Regions from separate parts of the Sus scrofa genome. Here all the other regions are linked to region 3. A link is a contact called in public Hi-C and promoter capture Hi-C data. All regions are on one chromosome and are shown on one strand. Each heading gives the region's core, a stretch centred on a gene start, on an enhancer-like site or on the middle of the called end of the contact. The rest is flanking DNA. Distances are from core to core; before and after follow the strand shown. Region 1 holds the start of NIPAL3 (NIPA-like protein 3). Region 2 holds the start of PNRC2 (proline rich nuclear receptor coactivator 2). Region 3 holds the start of IFNLR1 (interferon lambda receptor 1).

What was found. Promoter capture Hi-C pulls out the DNA fragments that hold promoters and counts their contacts. Hi-C and Micro-C count contacts between places; a contact is called where the count stands out from the background.
Region 1: a contact with region 3 is called in a promoter capture Hi-C map of fetal liver, with 2.4 times the contacts expected there. The contact joins the promoter of NIPAL3 here to the promoter of IFNLR1 in region 3. A contact is called at or near these places in 4 of 5 promoter capture datasets (fetal liver, fetal skeletal muscle and liver), 1 of 47 Hi-C or Micro-C datasets (liver) and 1 of 2 datasets of contacts at active chromatin or transcription factors (alveolar macrophages).
Region 2: a contact with region 3 is called in a Hi-C map of heart right ventricle, with 4 times the contacts expected there. The contact joins the promoter of PNRC2 here to the promoter of IFNLR1 in region 3. A contact is called at or near these places in 2 of 47 Hi-C or Micro-C datasets (embryonic fibroblasts and heart right ventricle).

The regions. Positions count from the first base shown.
Region 1 is chr6:82,109,431-82,113,879 of Sscrofa11.1, reverse strand. NIPAL3 (NIPA-like protein 3) reads right to left here and starts at 2,352. Exons shown (of 12, transcript XM_003127700.6): 1 at 2,123-2,352. It overlaps STPG1 (O(6)-methylguanine-induced apoptosis 2), which reads left to right and starts at 2,412. Exons shown (of 8, transcript XM_021095547.1): 1 at 2,412-2,651. The coding sequence starts at 2,639.
Region 2 is chr6:81,720,035-81,724,280 of Sscrofa11.1, reverse strand. PNRC2 (proline rich nuclear receptor coactivator 2) reads right to left here and starts at 1,355. Exons shown (of 3, transcript NM_001244508.1): 1 at 1,203-1,355; 2 at 93-298.
Region 3 is chr6:81,912,527-81,916,611 of Sscrofa11.1, reverse strand. IFNLR1 (interferon lambda receptor 1) reads left to right here and starts at 2,508. Exons shown (of 7, transcript XM_021095536.1): 1 at 2,508-2,626. The coding sequence starts at 2,569.

The DNA of each region.
Region 1 (4,449 bases), core at 1,103-3,602, 200 kb before region 3:
TCACTCCCATGTGTTGATGTGAGAATGTGGTGAAATAATGCATATAAAATGTGTGCACAGCAAACTGTCAATGAATGTCAGTTATTATTTGTACTGACTTTATTCTTACTGGTTTAATTATTTAATTTACCCATGAACATTCCTTCCTTTTTTTCATGCATTCAGGCAACAAATATTTGAGGGCTTACCACATGCCTGTTAAACGGGCAACGTTTCTGCCACGCTTCGAGGCTTCAGAAAGCTGTCTCTCGTCTTTCCTGTAGCTTCCATTTCCTTAGGTTATCTAGCCTTAAGCCCGGATGTGAACTGCACAGTCATGTGTTACAGGACTCGAATCATGTCCAGCATCCAGGAGATACCAGATGGAGGGCTTAGCACAGGGGCAGCATGAAGACTATTTAGCCCAGGTCTCACTTTGTCAAAGAGCCTCAAACTTAAATGATTGCTATTGCCTCCAGATAAGGTTATATAGTCAGTATATAGGTACAGGAAGTATATTCATCAGACAACTTTATAACTCATAGCCTATAATTGGGCCTCCCTGACAGTAAAGCCCTATGAATGTGAGTTTGTAATCTTGTGAAAAGCATGATTCTTCTTCACTATACTTTCATGCATGGGTGAAAAGCATTACTGTGTTAAATGTATGTATCCCTACAGCAACGTTTTAATATCATAGCCTTAGAAAGGAAAAGTAGCCCAGGGCTCTCTGGATTTCTGAGATATTCTTAGAGGCTTTCCACCTGGAGGTAAAGGGGCGCTGGAGCACAAATTCTCGGAAACTGTTTGCTGAATCCCTTGGGCAGTTGCTCCTTCCTGAGATCAAGCCCAGAGCTTGGCACAGTGACCTCCGTACATACCTACCAGCAGACTATAGAGAGGCCTCCGAAGCACCTGGTGCAATGTGACTGCTTCACAGTCAAGAATAGAATGGCTTACTCAGGCCTAACCAACCGAAACTCCAGAGATACAACTGACAGATCCAGCCCCACCCACGGCACATCAGAGAAACCACAGGGAGGTGCCAAGGGGGTGATGGGAATCCAGGCCCTCTGGTTTCCCCAGGGAGGTCTCTGTTTTTTGCTTTCCTTTGTGGAGGCTGTGGTTGCTTTCACTTAATTCACTTTTAAAAAGCAGCCTCCCTCTCCGCCTCAGGAACCCCCAAGCCTCTGAGGCATCATGGCCTGCAGATAGAAAACTCTCCCTCAGCTGGGTAGGAGTTTGGACTAAAAGCCTTGGCCAAACCCTTGGCAGGTTGTCCTCCATTACAAGGTGCACATTCTTTACCTAGTGACTCTCTTTTCCTGATTTCAGAGCACTTCTGCAGGACTAGCATATGCCCTAGAGGCAAGCAGCCAACTGTGTTGCCAGCCACCCCTTAATTTTGAGCTCCTCACAGCCAGCAGTGAGCACGGGGTCACTGACTTAAAAAAAGGAAAGATAATTCACTAGGTGATGGCTTCCACTTCACCCCCAACCCCTCATCTCAATGAATTACTTCACCGACCCTCAGAGCAGGTTTCCCAGATGAGAGAACCACAGCTCATGGCTGCTAAAAGTAGGGTCTGTATTAGAATTTGGTTCTATCTATCTGAAAAAATAAATAAAACACGCCCTTTCCCATCACCTGACAATTCAGCTTCTGGCTGCTGAGTGTTCATTACACGTTGAGTGCTCTCCCTTTTCTGGCTTTTGCTCACTAAAGGGTTACACTCTTCAGTCCCCACCCAACCTGCTGGAAACTACAACTTCCAGCGGCCGGTTCGGATCAAGAATGCCTCCCCTCATCCACCTGCTAACTTGACCATCTCCTATCTCCAGGAAGCTCAAGCTGGCGTGTACAGGGGCAATTTTGACGAAGTTACTTCATTTCACCTCCTGACTTGGTAAAGCCTGACATCGCCTTTATTGAAGCAAACCCACGCCCCCTCTCCTCGATGTGAAAATGGAAAAAGCATTCTGAGGCAACAAGACCCAAAGTGACAAGCCTAGTGACTGCAAGAAGGAAGGTATTCATACTAGGGAATGTACGATGATCACAAATGTAGTCGCTTTTTCTGAAACGAAGGTTGAATTCAAGTCTCCGCCACCCTCCTCCTCCTTAGTCTTAATCGCTACTTACCGGGGGCGTTTCCACCAAGGCCCACCTAGCAAACGTTTCTGAGAGCGACTTGGATTCTTCTCGCAAGCCGGCGACACAGCCTCTTCAATTCCTTCCTCAACTCAGAGCTGCCGGAATGCTGCAGTGTTTTGCTTTCAAAGGCTTCTATTTTATTTGTCAGGTCGCCTGCCCGTCAAAATCTGGCGGACATTTTGCGCAAACGAATGGCTGCGAGGAGGGAGTGGGCGGGACACTCCGCGATCATTGGCTGCACAGCAAAGCTTGCTTGAAGCGTGGGGTCGCGGAGCCAGGCAGAGGCGGCTCCCCGACGGAGCTTTGCGCTCACCTGGAGAGAGTCCCCTCTAGCGGCCACAGGAAGGAAGTTGGAATAAAACCTCGCTCCTCTTCTTTGGCTGTCTGCAGAGCTCCGGTGACTGCTCACTCCACCTGCCCGACAGATGGGCAGCCTGCCAGGTGTCCTCCCTCCTTATCCTCAGAGTCACCTCCTGGGCTTTGCTCCTGCTCTTCGCTCACGCCATGCTCTCACCAGGTAATCAAATCCTACACGTCTTTCAAGGCCCCTTTCCTCGCAAAACGGAGGGGCCCCCAAAATTTCTCCTTGTGTGCCCTCCCAGAACACCTGTTGGCCGCAGACTGTACGAGCCCTCCCTCCGCAGCTCAGCAGTTCTTAAGGTTCTCAATAAGCCTAGCGCTTGGTGAATGCTTCCTTAATGTACAACTGAAATAATTGTAATTGCCAGAAGGATATATTGCACAATATGGGGAATATAGCCCATATTTTATAATAACTATTACTGAGCATAACCTTTAAAACTGTGAATCACTGTATTGTATTCTTGTAACATAATGTTGTACAGCAACTATACTTCAATTAAAAATTAAATTTAAATGGGAAAAATGTATTTTAAAATACTGAATACGTGCATGGTGTTTCTGCTTTTTCACTCACATGCCTTTCAATTGAGATCCTCTCAACAACTCCCTAAGTGAGACACTGGGCTCATGCCCATTTTACAAATGAAAACATGACATTTGGATAGAGACCTCCATGATGAGAAAGAGCCAGTCATGGCTCAGACCCTGACCCGAGCGAACTCAGAGGGAACAACTGAGAGAAGAAGGAGACATAACTGTTGAAACTGCTCCAAGGACTGCGGGGCTAGTGAGAGATTTTTCTGGCGCATGTGAGGTAGAAGTTGTTACCAGAGGGACTGGCCAGGAACCGCTTACATGAAGATGTTTGGATTTCATCCTAAATTTATTTATTTTATTTATTTATTTGTTTTGTCTTTTCTATCCTTTTAGGGCCGCACCCACGGCATATGGAGGTTCCCAGGCTAGGGGTCCAATCGGAGCCGTTGCCGCCGGCTGTGGTGGCCTGCACCACAGCCACAGCAACGCCAGCTCCGAGCGGCGTCTGCCACCTACACCACAGGTCAGGGCAACGCCGGATCCTTAACCCACTGAGCAAGGCCAGGGACCGAACCCGCAACCTCATGGTTCCTAGTCGGATTCGTTGCCGCTGAGCCACGAGGGGGAACTCTTGGATTTCATCCTAAATTTAAAGGGAAGTCACTGGAGTGAAGATCACCGTGATTGCTCTGAAGTGTGTGAAGAGGGGCACGTGAAACACTCACTGGCTGCCTTTGTATGGTGACCCATAACAGTCTTTTTTCTTTGTTACAAACAGGGTTTGGATGAATGTTAGTTCTTTTCGGTTTATTCCTTGAAGTAGGATCTCTGGGTGAGCAATATTCTAAGACTTTTGGTCTATCACAAGATTTTTGAGGGGTTGCCTAGATAAGTCCATGTCAGGTTTCTCCACCTATCCTGACGTAGTAAACCTGAACCCTAAATTGTGGCAGCAGCCCAGCGGTTTTTGAAATGCCTCTGATCATTGGTCAATAACTTTGCAACTAAAGAAACAGAGGACGCCATTGGCTAGAGTTCGTCAGAAGGCGGGCAGAAGGTGGACTCTGGAATGTTAGATCTGTGGTTGCCATAGCGACAGGGAGGCGGGCAGGCCAGATTCAGCGCTGGGGACCCAACGAGGTAGGAGACCGTCTCTTGTTGGGACGCGGATCCCGGGGTCCTGGGGAGGAGGAACCGGCGCACCGCATGGGATGGTCAGTGAGATCCCCGCCGGCCCGGTGCGTGCAGAATTCTGGTGTCGGGCTAGGTGGTGCCCTGAGGGCTGGAAGAAACCACCGTTGGAGGTGCCCCTCCCCAGAGGTGTGCCCTCAGAGTCCCCCACCTGAAAAATGATAATAATCATGGCGTGCTTTCCCCCACGGAACTCCGGTGAGGGGCATGGACATCTGACTCCC
Region 2 (4,246 bases), core at 106-2,605, 190 kb after region 3:
TGAACTTACAAATTGGTATGATCCTCTACTTAAACAGTTTAGGATGAGTCCATAAAAATGTCTGCCCCATTTCAACATGAAGTCTTGGATACCTTTCAGTCTGCTTTTCAGATTGCAGGATTTCCACCACCTGTCCTCTTCCTTGCCGCCAAGCCCAGGATAAGAGATGTTGCTTTCTGACAGATCCTTTCCTTTGTCTCAATACAGAAGTTTTCATGGGCCGATCTGCTGAGTTCAGCCTAGGAACTGAGGCCAACATCTGAGTCTCCTCAGCACACAACCTTGAGAGAAGTCCTAGCTAAAAAGCAAAGATTTCTAAATTATTTCACGTGTTAAACAGGAGAAAGCGATCATTTATTATTTGCTACAGAAATAGTTAAATGGCTACTTCCTAATTAAAAGGCAGAAAATAATGTCTCTAAAGATGGCTTTGACCTTAGAACTGTCATCATCTAAGAACTCTTCTAAGCCTTGAGATCCAGGAACTCATAAGGAATTGGGGAAGGGTGTCCGCCAGACCTCTCAATAAGTTGTATCTTTTTTCTAGGAACTTTTCAGATTCTCACACGGATTCTGTGACCAAAACCAGTCAAACCACAGAAGCATTAACTTTCACAGCCATGCCAAGAAATGGGCTTAAACTGTGTTTCCTAAAGAAGCTATGTTTTTAAAGTCTCACCATTACTTTCCAATCTTTGCACACATTACACATCCGTTTCCACAAAGCCTCCTCTCCAAACAGGTTTACGTGATGCAGCGTTTCCTTTAGTTTTGAACTCTTGACTCCTCCCCATTTTAAAAGAAGTTCCACAAGCCATAACTGAAGTCACTGTCCCATCTAATATGTATGAAAATGCCTATCAGGAACATTAAACATTCAAGATTTCGTTTGCTATTCCAAGAAACCAAGTCACCATATAAATAATAAGCCCTCTTTTTTTTGAAAGAGCGAGAGGCCCTTCCAGACTATTTTAACAGCCCTAAAGAAACTACGAATTCCCGGATCGTGAGTCATTCCCAACAAGAGCCTGGAAAGTTCGGCTCTTCCGATGTGGCTGGGTTTCCGAGCCGCTCCGCGTTGCTCGGGCCCGGCCGGGGAACCCGGTCTTCCCCGCCGCCTGCGCCCGCCGGGCACTGGATCTGACTTCCTACCCCCAACAATGGGGAGCGCGGCCGCCAACATGGCCGCGCCCGCCACTCACCGACTTCAAGCTCGGGACTACGACAGCGGCGGATCCTGCTCGGCGTCGAAGCCCCCCTCCCCTTCCAGGGAGAGACGAGGCACGGAACGAGCGAAGCCAACGGGCACCGACGAGCCTGCTGCAGGCCACCTTAACGTCCCGGCCGACCTCCTCCTTCTGCCTCTACCGACAAAATGGAGGCGACAGTGAGCGCAGAAGCTGGGCCGGGAAGCGCGGCGGCCAATCAAAACACGCTTTCGCGCGGCCCGGCCAATGACACGCGGGCCGCCGCCTGTTGCTGGGGCCCGACGGGGCCGAGGGAGGGGAGGTGGCTGTGGCCGAGGGTTTCAAATACTCCTCGAGAAGAGCATGTCGGGAAAGACCGCTGCGGGCCCCGGCTGCCGCCCTTTCTCGGGCCCCCGAGTGACACCAGCCCCTTCCGGGAGAAGCCCACCAGGCCCCGTCCGACACCCCAAGTCGCGGCCAGCACCAGCCCCTCGCGCCGATTCCAGGGTCCGAGAGCCGCGCGCAAGCGGCTCCGGGGAGAAGGGCGTCGGCCGCCCACTGGAACAGCGGCTTCCTCCCGCGCTGTCCGGCCAGTGGGTCCCGTGGCACTCGGAACCAAGTGGGTTCCGGGCCATGGGGAGTCACTGGAGGGGGCGTTGAGTTCCCGAGTTAAGTTCACTGAGCCGAGTAACCGATCTCTTACACATGGAAGATACTGATCAAAGTTGCTTTCCGAGGCTGGCCCCTGGCCACTTAGTCCAGACACTCCTCCCTCTCTGTTTCTCGGTCACGCCAGCGCCCCAGCTTGCGGTTCCTTCCCGCCCCCCTGGCCCCCAGCCTCGAAATTCTAAGAAGCTACCTCTTCTGTGAAGGCGTTTCCGACGCACGTGCGGGTCAAGTTAATCAGTTCCTCCTTTGTGTCTGACTGGTCTTGAACTTCAATCACACTATGTGGTAGCTACTTGTCCGCGAGTTCCCGCGCACACATCCTCCGGGTGGGGTTGGGCAGGGGGCAAAGCAGGGTTTCGTTTCTCTGAACACAGAGTACGTTGTAAGTGCCCCAAGAAGAGTTTGTTGAGAGGAGAGTTCCCTTACTTATAACCCTTTCTGCAGTGTGTAAATAAAGGGAGGAGAAAAGAGTTAAGTTCGTTTGCCAGTGAGGTGCAGCAAAGAGGAAAAGGACAACTTCTTGGGAATAAATGGATAAGCAACCCAAGGCTCGTATTTTAAAAGAGAACAACAGTTTCTATGAACATAGGAGTTTTTTGGTTTGTTGGTTGGTTTTGCCACCTCATGGGGTCAGATCCAAGCCTTTAACCAGATCCATTAACCCACTGTATCCAGCTGGGGATCCAACCTGCATCCTGGCAATGCAGAGACAGCCTGCCCATCCCCTTGGGCCATAGCAGGAACTCCCTGGGCTTTTTCTGTTGGCCTTGCCCTCTAGTATGTGGAAGTTCCCCTGGCCAAGGATCAAACCTGCTCCATAGCAGTGACCCTAGCTGCTGCAGTGACAAGGCAGGATTTTTTGTTTGTTTTTTAGTCTTGTCTTTTTCCTGCCGCACCTTAGGCTAATGGAGGTCCCCAGGCAAGGGGTCAAATCAGAGCTGTAGCTGCCGGCCTACACCACAGCCACAGCAGTGCCAGATCCCTGGGGCTACACCACAGCTCACCTTAACCCACTGAGTGAGGCCAGGGTCAGACCTGTGTCCTCATGGATACTAGTCAGATTCGTTTCTGCTGAGCCATGACAGGAACTCCAAGGCAGAATTTTTAATATGCTGCACCACAAGAGAACTCCCATATGAGCATTTTTGTCACAGGATTTATATATGCTTTTAATAAGTCCCACATAATTAGTCTTATTAGCTTCAGTTTTTCTGCTACCATCATCTCCCACCCCCAGGTTCTCTAGCCATGGACTTTAATAAGATTTCTTGGTTTTTGTTTTTGTTTGTTTAATTTAGGGCTGCATCTGCAGCATATGAAAGTTCCTAGGCTAGGGATGCGAATCAGAGCTGCGGTCTACACCACAGCTACAGCAAACGCAGGATCCAAGCCAAGCCTGCAACCTTAAGACTTCTTAAGAAAACCACTTAAGCAACTGCATTTTAAAAGAGGAGTTTGTTAATCAAATTAATTTGGTGAAACGTGTAGAAGAGAAGAAATATTTTTGAGCGTGGGACTTTGTGATGGTAATTATTATAGTCAAATTAGATGTATACAGTAAACAACTGCTAAATTACTAAAAGTATAATCTATTTCCTAAAAATTGAAGAAGCTGCTTTAGACATCTGGCCAGATTATAGCCAAGCTGTATTTAATGGATTCAAGACAGAAAAGACCCTTGCAATGTATTTTTAATATTGTGGTTTGTAAAATGAACAGTCTAGCTTCAGTCTAGGCACTTTCTTTTCCCTAATTCTTTTTTATTATCATTTTCCAAATATCTTTCAAAGTAGTCCCTCCTACACTTTCCCCTCTCTCTCCTTTCTACCTTCATGGATCTGATTGTGTTACTTTTTTAAAAATTTTTATTGTGCGTGTGTGTTTTAAACAACAACACTTCACTGGCCTCGAATTGTATTACAGAATTAAATTGCTCTCCAAATCTTTTTGGTTTTTCTGGGTTTTTTTTGGCCACCCTGAGGCACATGGAGTTCCCTGGCCAGGGGTCAGATCCGAGCTGCACTTGCAACCTATGCCACAGCTGCAGCTTAAACTGCTGCAGAGACACCACAGACCCCATTGCATCACAGCAGGAACTCCAATCGCTCTTGAAATCTTATATGTAGAAACACACAGGCAGTGGACTGGATGCTTACAAACACACACATGATGTATTGGATACTTACTCCGCCTCTCTTTGCCTTATGCCAAATAGTTTTGCTTGCATCATTTAATTTTCACAAATTACGGGATAGGTGCTATTTTTATCTCCTCGGTACAGATGAAGAATCTGAGGCTCAGATAGTTTAAAGCTGAAAGCCACACACTGAGACTCCAGAGCCTGCTCTACAATCTGAGGCCCCTCTGTGTCCTCCCCAGGACCAAAAATG
Region 3 (4,085 bases), core at 1,259-3,758:
TTGTGTGTGTTAAATACTATATGTAAAAAAATACATACATACATACTCTATGTAAACTATAGTGCCTGGTGCATAACAAGGACTTAAATAAACATTAATGCCATTGAATGCTGTTTTAAGGAGATCTCAGTAGAGAGATACCCATTTTATTCCTGAATGGCCTTATCATCAGTATTTGAGACACCAGAAAGAAACCAAAGCCACTGAGGACCTGTGTAGAGGCTGGGTTGTGGCAACTGGCTGAGATTTTTCTGACTTGAGTCCGTGATAACATCTTTTAACATTTTGAGAGATGCAATTTACCCAACTTTGGGGGCACAAAATGTCTTTGCATACGGCTTCAGAAAGCAACTAGACACAAACTTTCCTAACTTGAAATAACAGGGTGGAAGGAAAGGGAGCAAGAGAGAGAAAACATGTGGCAGGTTTTGCCAAAAAGAACAAGGGCCAGATTCAAAGGAGCCAAGAGCGTCGAGCCAGTGGCAAAGGAAGACACTTCCATGCCCCCTGCCAAACTGCTTCCAGTTCAGTGAGATTCCGGGTCTGAAAGGGCTGCAGTTGGCAGATGACGTCAGGGTCAGAGGAGATTCAAAGATACTTAAGTGTGTCTCCAACTGAGACACACCTCCTCCTTGTGTTTGAGGTCTAAACATGGCCTCTTGTGAGCCCCTGTTCAGAAGTACGGATTGAGCTGAGAGCATGATGCAAAGCCCAAAAGCATCCTGACATTTCTGAATGTCTGCACCCACAGCCAAACACAGGGCAACCGAGTCCCGTGAAAGTGCATTCTCTCCCAAGAACTGCCAGGACCCAAACTGAGAGCCAGCATCCAACCAGAGATCACCCCCAGGAGTCTCTCTGCCATGTGTCTTGTTCATGGGCTTGGTCGCCCCTGACCAAACATCACCCGGCCTGTCACTGAGACCAGGAGAGTGAACAAAGCAGCGAACCCAAAGGCCATGGGGTGAGACAGGCCTGGGACTGAATCCAGAATCCAGCACCTGCACAAGCTCTATGGGTTTTCAGAATGACAGTTTCCTCATCTGAAAAGAGGAAGCAATACCTCCTTTGAGAGCTGTGGAAGGACAGAAAATAGTATATGTTAATAAAGGAGAGGGATGGTTATTTTTAGAGTAAAAGTGACTTTTCGTGTTGGAAAAGCAGTACATATTAATTAGAAGTTAATTCAGGATTAATGTAATTAAGTAGCAATTCAAGTACTTAAATTTAGAAATTAAACATAAACAGAAAGAAGAGAACTTAAAATCCTCACCAGAGAGAGAGAAGCCCCACTAACATATTGGCATACATCCTTCTGAAGCTGTCCAGGTCGATAGGCACACATTTTTGGTTTAATCAGCCTGTTTCGGTACTTGCTTTTCTGCTACTGAGTACATTAGAAATATCCCTTAGTCACTACATGCACCTCGGCAGTATCTTTTTTATTTTATTTAATTTTTAAAGTTTTTTGTCTTTTTAGGGCCGCACCTGCCTCATACAGAGGTTCCCAGGCTAGGGGTCCAGTCGGAACTGTAGCTGCCAGTCTACACCACAGCCACAGCAACTTGGGATCTGAGCCTTGTCTGGGACCTACACCACGGCTCATGGCAACACCAGATCCTTAACCCACTGAGCAAGCCAAGGATGGAACCCTCGTCCTCATGGATGTTAGTCCGGTTGGTTAACCGCTGAGCCACAACGGCAACTCCCGGCAATATCTTGTTTCATGGCTGTAGACGGTTCTGAGGTGAGGCTGGTTGCATTATTTGAAAGCGGTTACTGTTCAGGTGACCAGTAACACACTGGCATCAGAGGGACCAGCTATGTCCGGAACAAGCCCATTAAGCTCTGGAGGCTGCCACGCCCCGCGTGAAGGATATAGAGAATAAGTCAGACCCACAGGATTCTCCAGGAAATTAATGTCGATAATGTGGGAAAGTGCATGGCTTGGAACCTGGCACTTAGAAGAGGCTCGGATAGAGCCAGTGGTGTCTGAGACTCAGTTCATAAACTTGCCCTGAACTCCTCTGCCCTCTTAAAAGTCCCTTATTGGAATTCCTAGCCGTGATTATTAATAATGAACAGTTTTCGGGAGTTCCCGTCGTGGCTCAGCGGTTAACCAACCCGACTAGCATCCACGAGAACTCGGGTTCAATCCCTGGCCTCACTCAGTGGGTTAAGTTTCTGGCATTGCGGTGAGCCAGAAGTTCCCGCGTTGCTGTGGCTCCGGTGTAGGCCTGCACCAGATCGACCCCTAGCCTGAGAACCTCCATATCCCGCGGGTGTGGCCAAAAAAAAAAAACCAGTTTTCTTCCACTCACCTCACTCTGTACACGCATTTACTGAACCTCACCCCCACCCCGATCCCGCAGAACGAAACGAAGCAGAGGCAGAACGAACTGCTGGGGACTTAGGGGCGGCCCCAGGGGAAGCCCGGGTGGAGTCCCGTCCCGGAGGGGCGGGTCCACGGCTTGGCCTCCCATTGGCTGCCGTTCGCGTCACCTGCAGTCGGTGGGACGGGAGGCGGGAGGTGGGAACGGGTCCCACCCTGGCCGCGGGACGGCCGGCATGTCGGGGGCTGGCCGCTGGGCCTCTCTACTCCTATGCCTGCTTCAGTCCGCTCCAGGTAAGGGCACGGGGTGGGCACGGGGCCGCGGGGCGGGCGCGGGGCCGCGGGGAGCGCCGTCCGGGCGGCATCCACCTTCGGAGCCAAAGCTCGGGAGACAGTGCCTTAGGCAGGGGTCTGGGCGCAGCAACCTGAGTCGTGTGGATCGGCAGAGGCCACCTCCCACCCGTGTTCTTCCGAGGACCAAGCAGACTCTTGTCTAGTCCTTTCCGGGAAGAAACTGATCACGTTTCCTAATGCCAGCTCAGCTTCAGGTAATCAGGAAACAAGACGATGGTTCTAAAGTCAGCTGTATTTATTTATAAAGTGTTTTTTTAAGGTTTCCTAAAGGCTCTGATCCCTTCATTAATACCGCACTTGGAGTTCCCGTTGTGGCGCAGCGGAAACAATCCGACTAGGAACCATAAGGTTGTGGGTTCGATCCCTGGCCTTGCTCAGTGGGTTAAGGATCTGACGTTGCTGTGGCTGCGGTGTAGGCTGGCAGCTGTAGCTCTGATTAGCCCCCTAGCCTGGAACCTCCATAGGTGCGGCCCTAAAAAGACAAAAAGACCAAAAATAAAAATAAAAAATACCGCACTTGACCCTTGCTAGTAGGGAAATTCAAACAGAAGTGCCCTGCCCTCGCAGGGTGTGCATTAGTGTGTGTGTGTGTGTGTGTGTGTGTGTGTCCCCTTTCTCCCGGCTGGGTGTAGGAAGTTCCATCCAGCCCCTACCCCCTTTTTTTTTTCTGAGCTGCCACCGGTAAGTTTACAGGGTACAAAATACCTTGGAATAGGACACAACTGCCAAACCCCAGCAAAATTGTTCCCAGGATATCTCCCTAGTCTTAGCCTAATAATTTAAAAACACGAAGAGTTCTTGTACATAATCTAATACTAATGTTAAAAGCCAACATTTGGAGTTCCCATTGTGGCTCAGCTTTAACGAACCCAACTAGTATCCATGAGAACCCAGGTTCAATCCCTGGCCCTGCTCAGTGGGTTAAGGATCCGGTGTTGCCCTGAACTGCAGTGTAGGTCACAGTTTCGGCTTGGATCTGGCTTTGCTGTGGCTTGACATAGGTGGGCAACTGCAGCTCTGTTTGGACCCCTAGCCTGGGAACTTCCATATGCCTCAGGTGCAGCGAAAGAAAGAAAGAAAGGAAGGAAGGAAGGAAGGAAGAAGGAAGAAAGAAGGGAGGGAAGGAGGGAGGGAGGGAGGGAAGAAAGAAAGAAAGAAAGAAAGAAAGAAAGAAAGAAAGAAAGAAAGAAAGAAAGAAAGAAAGAAAGGAAGGAAGGAAGGAAGGAAGGAAGGAAGGAAGGAAGGAAGGAAGAAAGAAAGAAAGAAAGAAAGAAAGAAAGAAAGAAAGAAAGAAAGAAAGAAAGAAAGAAAAAGAACGAGCCAGCATTTATTTGAGCAACTTCTTTGTACTGGGCACCACACAGTTCTAGTTAAGCATCAACGCAATCGTCCTGCGAAG